2 separate regions of the Callithrix jacchus genome follow, and region 2 is linked to region 1. Evidence: chromatin contacts called from public Hi-C data. All regions are on one chromosome and are shown on one strand. The core of a region is the stretch at or near the end of the contact, and the rest is flanking DNA. Distances in the headings are between cores, read along the strand shown. Region 1 overlaps KCNQ1 (potassium voltage-gated channel subfamily Q member 1). Region 2 has its middle 3.9 kb from the start of TRPM5.

Region 1 (4,985 bases), core at 1,098-3,597:
CAGCCCTTTCTTGGGGAGGACAGGAGTCCTGAGACCCCACCTCAGAGAGAGGAGCTCAGACAGCTGCCCAGGCCCAGGACGTGGGGGTTGGAAATTCCCCGGATCCTCAAGCGACCCTGGGCACCTCCAGGCACACTGGTTTCATGCTTCTTGTCGGTGCTATGTCTTCCTGGCCAGAGGAGCCTGTCCCGCCAGGCCCCTGAGTCTTCTCACAATGGCTTCATCTCATTTCTAGGGAGTCAACTTTCCCTTCCCTTCATTGCTTCTGGGCACACAGGCACAACGCGGCTAGTGGTGCCAGCCCTCACCCGCAGGGAGGAAGACACAGGGCACTCGGAACCCAGCAAAGGCCTGAGGAAGGACTGTGTGCTGAGGCAGGCACTTCCCCCAGCTTAGCTGATGGAAGGGACCACCCAGGTGCCTGGGGTGGGGGCTGCTGCTGGGACACCTTCAGGGCCCATGTGCCAGCCATAACCCAGGAGCAGGAGTCACCAGACGCCAGGGACACTGGACGAAGGCTCGGGCAGGTGTCTGCCAGCCACACCACCAGCTCCACCCTACATCCTCCTTCCTTTCAGCCAAGCTTGGAAGCCCCTCTCTAGGAAGCCCTTTCAGACTGCCAGCTCCAGGCTTCTCTCAGTCCTTGCCCCCCTGGCCTGTGACACACACATCCCAAGTCACTTGGCAAGTGTGGGTGCTGGGGAGGTGTCCCCACCGTGTATCAGGGCAGGGCCAACATGTGAGCAGGGGGCCAGGAGCGGCTCTGCCCCACGTTATGGGATCAGTGCCAGGGAGATGCCAGCCCCCAGGCAGCGTGACATCCAGCCGTGCCCTCGGACGCTACATACCATCCAGAAGAGGGTCCCCGTGGCCAGGGCAGCATATTGCTCGATGGTGGACAGCACGCTGAAGATGAGGCAGACCAGGACAATGAGGAAGCTGCAAGACAGGGACACGGTGGTCAGTTCCACGGCCTCTGCCTACCCCACAGCGGTCGGTTCCACGGCCTCAGTCCACCCCACAGATGCACCTGGGGAGCAAGCGGAGGGACCCCGGCCTCAGCCCTGCCCCTGGGTAGGAATGGACAGTGCTGTGAAAATGCAGTTGTCCGTTAGCTGAGCACAGGTTGTCCGTTAGCTGACTCAAGGTGGGTCTGCACGAGGGATGCCGGCCCGTCACGGGACGGGACAAGGTGCCAACACAAGCCGCCACATGGACGGGCCCTGGAAAAGTGGTGCCAAGGCCAGACACAGGCCAGACACCTGCCCTGGAAACATGGTGCCAAGGTCAGACACAGACAGGTGACCGCCTGCTGACCACCTGCCACGTGGCTACCCCCAGGACAGCCAGAGCCACAGAAACAGAAAGCAGACTGGTGGCTGCCCCAGGGCGGGTTAAACGCTCTGGATGCAGATGGCCGTGATGGCCACACAACGCTCAGTGTCCTACAGCCACGAGGGGCCCACTTTCTGTAAGTGAAACACGGCGTGGAATTGCATCTCGGCACAGCTGATTTTACAGCTCACTTCCGGAGCGCAGTCAGTGGCCCCTGACCAAGAGTGGAAGGCCCAGGGCAGGGGTGCTGGTGGTCACAGCACAGAAGCCAGCCCGGCTGGGTGAGGGTCCTAACATCTGCACCAAGCATCTGGTTGGCAGAGGGGCCTCGAGGCTGCAGGCTGTGGGCCCTATCATGTGGTTTTACTTCCTCCTCCCCAGGGCCCTGAGGCTGAGCCACAGAACCCATGAAAGGGAAGGCGCAGAGCCCCACCCTGGGGCCAACGCTCTGTGGGTGCGTGGAGAACAGACGGGCCGCCTGCTCTGATCCCCGGAACCATAAAGATAAGGAGCTGCTGCCTCCGCAAACGCACTCTCCAGGGCCTGCCCCGCCTTCCTCCTGCCTCAGGGGAGACTCCAAGGGAGCAAGCGGAGGGACCCCGGCCTCAGCTTGCTCATGGGTTCTCAGCGACAGGACGGCCAGCAAGCGGCCACATGGCTCCAAGGTCCCCGGGAGACACAAACAGAAAGCCACACACACAACGTGGGGGTGCCAGCATAGGGTGCCCCAGGCTCCTCCTCTCCCTGAGGTCCTGCCATCCCGAGTGGCTTCTAACCTACCCAGGGCAGCCAGGGGAACTCCTGCACTCGGCCGCACCCAGAACCCATCCTCTCACACCTGTCCAGTTGCGCACAGCCTGACACACCCTCCCCAGGTCCCCAGAGCCCACAGCAAGCAGGCTACCTCCCTGCACGGCCTGCCCTGGCTCATCCTCCCATGCACAGAGGCTTCTAAGCGAGCTGGGGCTCTGGGGCCAGCTCCACAAGCTCCTGTGGGCAGGCAATCCTTTCCAGGCCTCTGGCTGCCCCATCCAAAGGCACTGGAGGACTCACTCAGCCAATGACCCTGCTCAGGCCCCCTTCCTGGGTTCCTCCCTCCCCACAGCCACAGTCCCGCTGCTGCAGCCACCACTTCCTCAGCCACCTGCCTCAACGACACCCCATCCTGCCCACACCGGCCAGCTCCACCCGCAGAGCCAACCCCAGTGAGCCCCTGTGTGCAACCTGCCCATCCATCCTCATCTCCCCCTGACCGCAGTGCCCACCTCCGCCCTCGGCACCCCCAGCCCACATACCCAGCCAGACAGTGAACCCTCAATGTCGCCCCCCAGCATGATACCACGATGGCCCCAGACCACCCCAGCTCCTCCCAGCCTTGTTGCCAGTCCTGACTGTGCCTGGCCCAGCCCACCTCAGTCCCCCTATACCTGCTGCTGCCCAGCGTGGAAGGCCAGCTTGAGGGTCCAGCAGGCGGCTGTGTCTCATGGGCAGAGCCCAGTTCTGACGTCCAAACCTGGCCCCCACAGCACCCCACTGTGTCCTTTATACTCAAGTATCGCCGCTGGGACCAGAGTCTGTTGTGCACCCGCCAGACCATGAGCACCCCAAGAGTGGGCTGCAGTCCACGCCCAGGACAGGGCCTGGCACACAGGAGGTGATCAGCCCTGTGTGAGCTCCTTCATTTAATCTCTTTTTTTTGAGATGGAGTTTTGCTCTTGTTACCCAGGCTGGAGTGCAATGGCATGATCTTGACTCAACGCAACCTCCGCCTCCTGGGTTCAGGCAATTCTCCTGCCTCAGCCTCCTGAGTAGCTGGGATTACAGGCACACGCCACCATGCCCAGCTAATTTTTTGTATTTTTAGTAGAGATGGGGTTTCACCTTGTTGACCAGGATGGTCTCGATCTCTTGACCTTGTGATCCACCCGCCTCGGCCTCCTGAAGTGCTGGGATTATAGGCGTGAGCCACCGCGCCTGGCCCTCCTTCATTTAATCTCTAAGCCCCAAAGTTGCCACTGTGTCCCTGCCACCATGACCCTTCCTTTGCTTCCTGAGGTTACTCCCTCACTGGGACATTCGGCCCAAATACAAGTGTGATCAGCCCTGTGGTTCCCAGGAGCACCTGGAAGCTGGCATGCAACCCTGCCCTTCCTTGGGCCTCGGTCCCCTGACCCTGCCCACCCGGAGCTCTGGCTGCATCAACTGCCTGGCATTTGCACGTGAGGTGCTTCCAGCCAGGGGCCCTCTCTGCACCCCACCCTCCACACTGCCTTGGCTCTAAGGATACTTCCTGCACAGCTTGGACAGGGTGTCCAGGCCCTGCCAGTCTCCCACACTGACCACCATGCCCTCATCTGTCTCTGGGGCCATAATCCACACAGTGCTGGCTTGGGGTGGGTGCAGAGTACTTTGTTCGACAGACACGGCTGGAGCCTCCAGGACGACTGTGCAGGGTCCCCTCCATAGGGTGAATCTGTGGATCTTACGGGGACACGAGCAAAGGTCAGCCAGGAGGGGGAGGGCCCCTCTGCACTGGGCACCATTCCGGGTGCCGCAAGTGGGCTCAGCCTGGCCCACTTTGCCCTGAACATGCTGCCCACTGCCAGAGCAGGGCTCCCTCCAGGCTCTCAGAAGAGCCTTTGCGCCAACCCACAGGCCCTGGCCCTGAACCCTGCACCCCCAAGGCTGGGCTGGGTCTCCGCCCCTTGCTGGTGTAACTGCCGGCTCTTCCCACCCCTCCAGGGCTCCGTCTGCCACACCTAATCCTCCTGGGCGTCTGTTTGTTTTGATTTGCAGTGAGCAGGGAAGTAAGATTAGACACAGCCTGGCTCAGCCACAAGGAAGCAGAGCAGGGGTTCCCTGGGGAGGAGATACCACCCGCCTGCTCCCTTAGCAGGAGATACCGCCCGCCTGCTCCCCCAGCAGGAGATACCGCCCGCCTGCTCCCCAGGCCCATGGGGTGCAGAGGCCCAGGGCAGCATCTGCACACGGTGATGCAGGGCCCACTGGTTGCCCCTCCGTGGCCATGTGACCCAGGCAGCTCCCCTGCCTCAGTTTTCTCATCAACACAAAGAAGCCGCCCACAGTGCTTCTACCAGGCTGTGGAGGGATGTGTCAGCAGGGAGTCAGGAGTGAGAGTCTACTTCACCCTGAGGCCTTGGAGAAGCCCGGAAGCTCCCAGTGCCATCTCCTGCAAAGATGTGGCAAAACCTGCCACCCCCCAGTGGCTGTGGGAGGATCCATTAAGTTGCTCTCTGTCCAGTAATAGGAAGTGCCCCCGCAGGCCACTGCCTGGCACCCACGCGCCCGCCCACCGACTACTGGCCCAGCCAGTGCTTTGCAGACAGTAACGCAGATCCCCACAAGACTCTGCCAGAGTGCGACATCACCACAGGGTGCCATCGAACACACGCTACGGGCAGGGAAACTGAGGCTCCAAGGGCTTCTGAGGTCACACCTGGGTAAACTGAGGAGACACAGGACTGCAGCCTGGTTCCCCGACCCGGCACAGCTGGCGTCCTGGAGGCTGGGCCCTGGGACCCTTTGGCCCTCGGCGTGAGACACCTTGCTGGGCTCTGGTCTCGGCGCACATGAGCAGGGATGGCGCTGCAGAGAGGGCGGCACAGCAGCGTCCCTGTCACCCAGCTTGG
Region 2 (4,985 bases), core at 718-3,217, 110 kb after region 1:
CAATCATTGTCAATATCACCACCATCATGACCATCACTATCACCACCACCACCATCACAACTATTATAACCACCACTGCCATCACCACTGCCAAAATGTCCACCGCCATCATCACCACCACCTTCATCAGTATTAATACCATCACTGCCACCACCACAGTAACTACCACCACTACCATCATCATCATCATCATTCCCACCACCAACACCATCACTATCATCACCGCCACCTTCATCATCATCATTCCCACCACCATCATCACCACCACCTTCATCATCATCATTCCCACCACCACCATCATCATTCCCATCACCATCATCACCACCACCATCATCATCATTCCTACCACCATCATCACCACCATCACCACCACCACCATCATCATTCCCACCACCAACACCATCACTATCATCACCACCACCTTCATCATCATCATTCCCAGCACCATCATCATCATTCCTACCACCATCATCACCACCATCACCACCACCACCAACACCATCACCACCATCACCACCACCACCTTCATCACCACCACCATCATCATCAATCCCACCACCATCATCACCACCATCACCACCACCACCTTCATCACCACCACCATCATCATCATTCCCACCACCATCACCACCACCATCATCATCATTCCCACCACCATCATCATCATCATTCCCACCATCACCACCACCTTCATCATCATCATTCCTACCACCATCATCATCACCACCATTGTCATCATCATTCCCACCACCATCACCACGACCATCATCATCATTATCATTCCCACCACCATCATCATCATCATTCCCACCACCACCACCATCATCACTATATTCACCACCCTCAGTACCTTGGAGTGTAAACCAGGGACTCTAATAGCTGAGATGCCCTGGGGGCCGATGCTGGTGGTGATGGTGATGGTGGTGTTACTGATGAGTGTGGTGGTGGTGGTGGTGGTGGTGGTGATGATGGTGGTTGTGTTGATGGTAACAGTGATACCATCACCACGCCCACAACCCTGATGCCCACCACCACTGTCATCACCACCACTCTCGTTGGTAAGAGCACCATTTTGTCACAACCATAATCACCAACAGCATCACAACCGTGGCCACCATCACCAGGATCACCACCGTCAGCAGCGTCACCATCACCAGGATCACCACCGTCAGCAGCGTCACCATCACCAGGATCACCACCGTCAGCAGCGTCACCATCACCAGGATCACCACCGTCAGCAGCGTCACCATCACCAGGATCACCACCGTCAGCAGCGTCGCCATCACCAGGATCACCACCGTCAGCAGCGTCGCCATCACCAGGATCACCACCGTCAGCAGCGTCGCCATCACCGGGATCACCACCGTCAGCAGCGTCGCCATCACCAGGATCACCACCGCCGTCATGACCATCAGTATCATCACCACCACCACCAGCGCCGCGACTACTGCCACCATCACCACCATCACTGCTACCCATCACCACCGCTGCCCCAGACTCTGCCTGTGGTCCTTTGGTGCCCTCTGGTGGCTGACAGGCCCGCCTAGAGTGGCCACCAGTGTCCCTGAGAGTAAGTCCTAGGTACTGTTCCCCGCCATTCATGGAGTTTATGGTTTGAGGGGCCCTGGGCAGGGGGTCCTTGGAGTCCCTTTTGGGAAGGGGCACACAGAGGTATCCCCCAGGCTCTGTTCTCCTCATGTGTCCCCTGCAACCTCCCAGAAGCTGGGCTATCGGAGTCCCTGTTTCACACTCCAAGGTACTGAGGCCCAGAGTGGCTGAGGATTCGATCGCAGGTTGGATCCAGGACTTCGGGACTCCAGCGGCACACTCTGTCCCCTTGGAAGCCTGTCCTGCCTCCGGATGCAGGGACGGTCCTCACAGAGCACCCCTGGTGCTGAGCAGTGAATGGGCATCACTCACAGCTGGTCCACGCTGTGCAGCCTGTCCAGCACAGATGAGACACCATCAGCCATGCGCCAATGCCCTGTGGCCTCCCAGGGCCACCACTGGGAGGAGGCTGTCCCTCTGGCTCCCTGTCCTTCGTGGGACAGCCAGCGTGAGACGTGTGCTCTCGAGGCAGCTCCTGTGCTCACTTGCTGTGCAGACGGAGGTGAAAAGCCCTGTGCAATCGCATTTCACGGTGGATTTCAGCCTGTGCCAAGCAGGTCATGTCAGGTGGTGCCCTGTGTTGGTTCACAGTCAGCTCCCTGGGGCCAGCATTGGCTGCCCAGGTGCCAGGCGTGCTGGGCAGGGAAGAGGAGGAGGAAGGGCTTGAGAGCCAGGCCCACAGGCACACCCCGCAAGGCAGGCAGACGGCGCCACTCCCTCCTTGGGCAGCAGCCGCGAGTCGGGGTGCTGGGAGAAGGCAGGCAGGTAGGAACCTCACACCGCTGCTGGCTCCCAGGTGGGAAGAAGGGGTGGGGTCGTACCCCCTCCTCCCGGGTGGGAAGGGCAGGTGGGCACAAGGAGGGGAGACAGGACAGTGCCGCTTTGGCACTCCTCTGCCTCTTGCCTAAGTTTCCTTATCTCTAGCAGGGAGAAGCCCCACTTCCCAGGGCTGTGGAGGGCCGGCCCCACTGTGGGTGAGGTGGGGCATTCTGGAACGGGCTGCCCAGTGGTGGGAGAGGGTCTGGGCAGGAGGGCCAGCGCCACGGGCTCTGGATCTGGGACTTCAGGGACAGTGTCTGGTCAGCAGCCTGCAAAGGCAGGTGTGGCTCAGAAGCCGACGGCAGGGGGAGTGGGGCAGTGGGAGAATCTGGGGTCACTGAGTCACCACTGTCCTCTTGCCACCACTTCCTTGAGCCATATCCTCCACTGCAGTCCAGGGAGGTGGGGTATCCTCATGGGGAGGAAAGAGGGACACACAGCTGACTTCCTGCCTGCTGGACGGGACCGTTTTTGTACCCTCTCCTTGTGACCACCCGTTCCCCCAAATCTCACAAATGAGGCTGGCCCAGGGAAGCTGAGGGACCCACCCAAAGTCACACAGCCTGGGGGAACAAGTGGGGCTGGAACCCCAGGACCTGGCCATCCAGCTCCGCCCTACGCTGGCTGTGGGGTGCCCGGGAGGCCACATTTGGTTCTGGCTGTCTCTGGGATGGCTGTGGCTATGGGTGCCCTCTGCCCTGAGCGAAAGACCCAGGGCCTTCATCACCCAAGTGGCTGCCTCGGTTTTGCCTCTTCGGAGTTCTGGGATGGACTTCTGGCCAGGGGTCACGAAGGCCCCTGGCTGCCCCCAGCTCCCTCCCACACTGGGACACACAGGGAGGGGCGCAGAAGACCTGGGCACCTGCTCATGCAAATCCCAGCCGTTTGCACCGCCTCCCTCTGAGCCTATTTGCCTGGTGCCCAACACCTGCCCAAATGCCCCCTCAGTCCCTGGGCTGGCCGGGGGGGAGGGCGGTGCTGATTCTGGGCTTGGGGAAAGGAGTCGTGAGGGCGAGGCTGCCCATGCTGCTGCTCAGCTTCCCCCACCCCAGCTGCCGGGCCCCCAGCTCTGCCCCATCCTCGGGAGAAAAGAGGGGCTGTGGCCCCTGGGAAGGGCGAGAGCTTCGGTTGTGGCTGCTTCTGCCTGTAACAGCTGCTGCTTCTCCCAGGCGGCTTGTGCAGACTGGGGGAGGCACTGCTGGGCTCCGGGCTGAAGGGTGCTCCTGGGTGTCCTATCCCAGAACTTCCAAGAGGCAAAGCCGAGCCTCCCCGGAGAGGGGCCAGGGAGCCCTGGAGGAACCCTCCCAAGGCCCAGGCCCCCCATTGCTGCCAGGGATGGAAGGGGGAAGAGGGAGTCCCCCATCTGTGACCTAAGTGTCACGGAGAAAGTGAGGGTAACTGTGTCATCCAGTCCAGCCCTGTCCCCCAGGCCGAGGGTCATGGCCAAACCCCAACTCCCGCACACCCTGTGCTGGGGACATGGCCGTCATGCACCCCCAGTTGCAGGGCACATGTCCAGATGTGGCCAGCACTGACCCAAGCAGGTGGCCAGGAGTGGCAGGGCCCTGGTGGGAGTGAGGGCCCCTGATGACCCCCGCCCAGGGCTGCAAGCACACGGCGCCCCTCACTGCCTGTTCTGCGTTGAGTGGTGTCCTCCCAGACGAAGCGATGCTAATGGTGGGGTGGTGTCCACTGGGACCTTAGAATGTGACCTCATTTGAAAACGGGGTCCTCACAGATAGCACCCCATGAGGATGAAGCCACACTGGGTAGGGTGGGCCTGGTCAATCAATGATTGCAGAGGAGACAGACAGGGGAGCAGAACACACTCCAACCAAGGCGGAGGCTGGAGACATGAAGCCACCACCAGGGAGAGCCTGGCGCCTCGGGAACCTGGAAGGCGGGGAAGGACCCTCCCAAGGGTTCCAGAGGCAGCCGGCCCTGCTGATCCTGGATTTTGGACATGTGGCCCCTAGAACTGTGAGATCATCTGTTTGTTTTGGGCCTCCGAGGGTGTGGCCCTTTCTTTTGGACATGGCAGTAATGCCAGGCCTCTTCCCAGCCTCTAGCCCCCACTTGGGGCCTGGCCACAGACACCAGCTTCCCACACTGAAAACCACCAAGCGTCTCTGCCGGCTCGGAAGGCCATATTCAAATCTCGCGTCTCTGCGGTCTGAGAGCTGGGGAGAATTTGCATCACCCTGCAGGGGTGGCAGAGGCTTACATGGTGCTGACATCATCGGGGGGCCTCCACAGGCCTGGCCAGAGGAGGGGGCTGGGGCCCGTGGGTGGGTCCTGCCTGGGGCTGGCAGTCCCCAGACGTCGTGCCGGGCTTGACCTGGGCCTCCCGTGGGGACCTTGGGTGGCCGTGACAAACAGCCTGATCTGGGCATCTTAAAGCAATGGCAACTGACTCAGGCTTCTGGAGGCCAGCAGCCCTAGGTCCTAAGTCAAGGTGTCAGCAGGGCCAAGCGCTCGAGGGATCTCCTTTTTGTCTATTCCAGCTTCAGTGTTCTAGGTGTCCCTTGGCTTGTGGCAGCCTCCCCCAACCCCTGCCT

What was found. A called contact is a pair of places that touch in the nucleus more often than the background predicts.
Region 2: a Hi-C map of induced pluripotent stem cells shows a contact between it and region 1, with 7 times the contacts expected there. The contact joins two enhancer-like sites. A contact is called at or near these places in 2 of 3 Hi-C or Micro-C datasets (induced pluripotent stem cells and skeletal muscle).

Annotation. Positions count from the first base shown.
Region 1 is chr10:129,331,779-129,336,763 of calJac240_pri, forward strand. KCNQ1 (potassium voltage-gated channel subfamily Q member 1) reads right to left here. Exons shown (of 12, transcript XM_078341766.1): 2 at 849-939. Among named protein-coding and RNA genes, the nearest start is that of KCNQ1, 79 kb to the right of the region's middle. Within about 2 kb of position 2,348, at least 2 of the 16 cell types and tissues checked have an H3K27ac peak or open chromatin away from gene starts, as enhancers often do.
Region 2 is chr10:129,441,149-129,446,133 of calJac240_pri, forward strand. No RefSeq gene overlaps it. Among named protein-coding and RNA genes, the nearest start is that of TRPM5, 3.9 kb to the right of the region's middle. Within about 2 kb of position 1,968, at least 2 of the 16 cell types and tissues checked have an H3K27ac peak or open chromatin away from gene starts, as enhancers often do.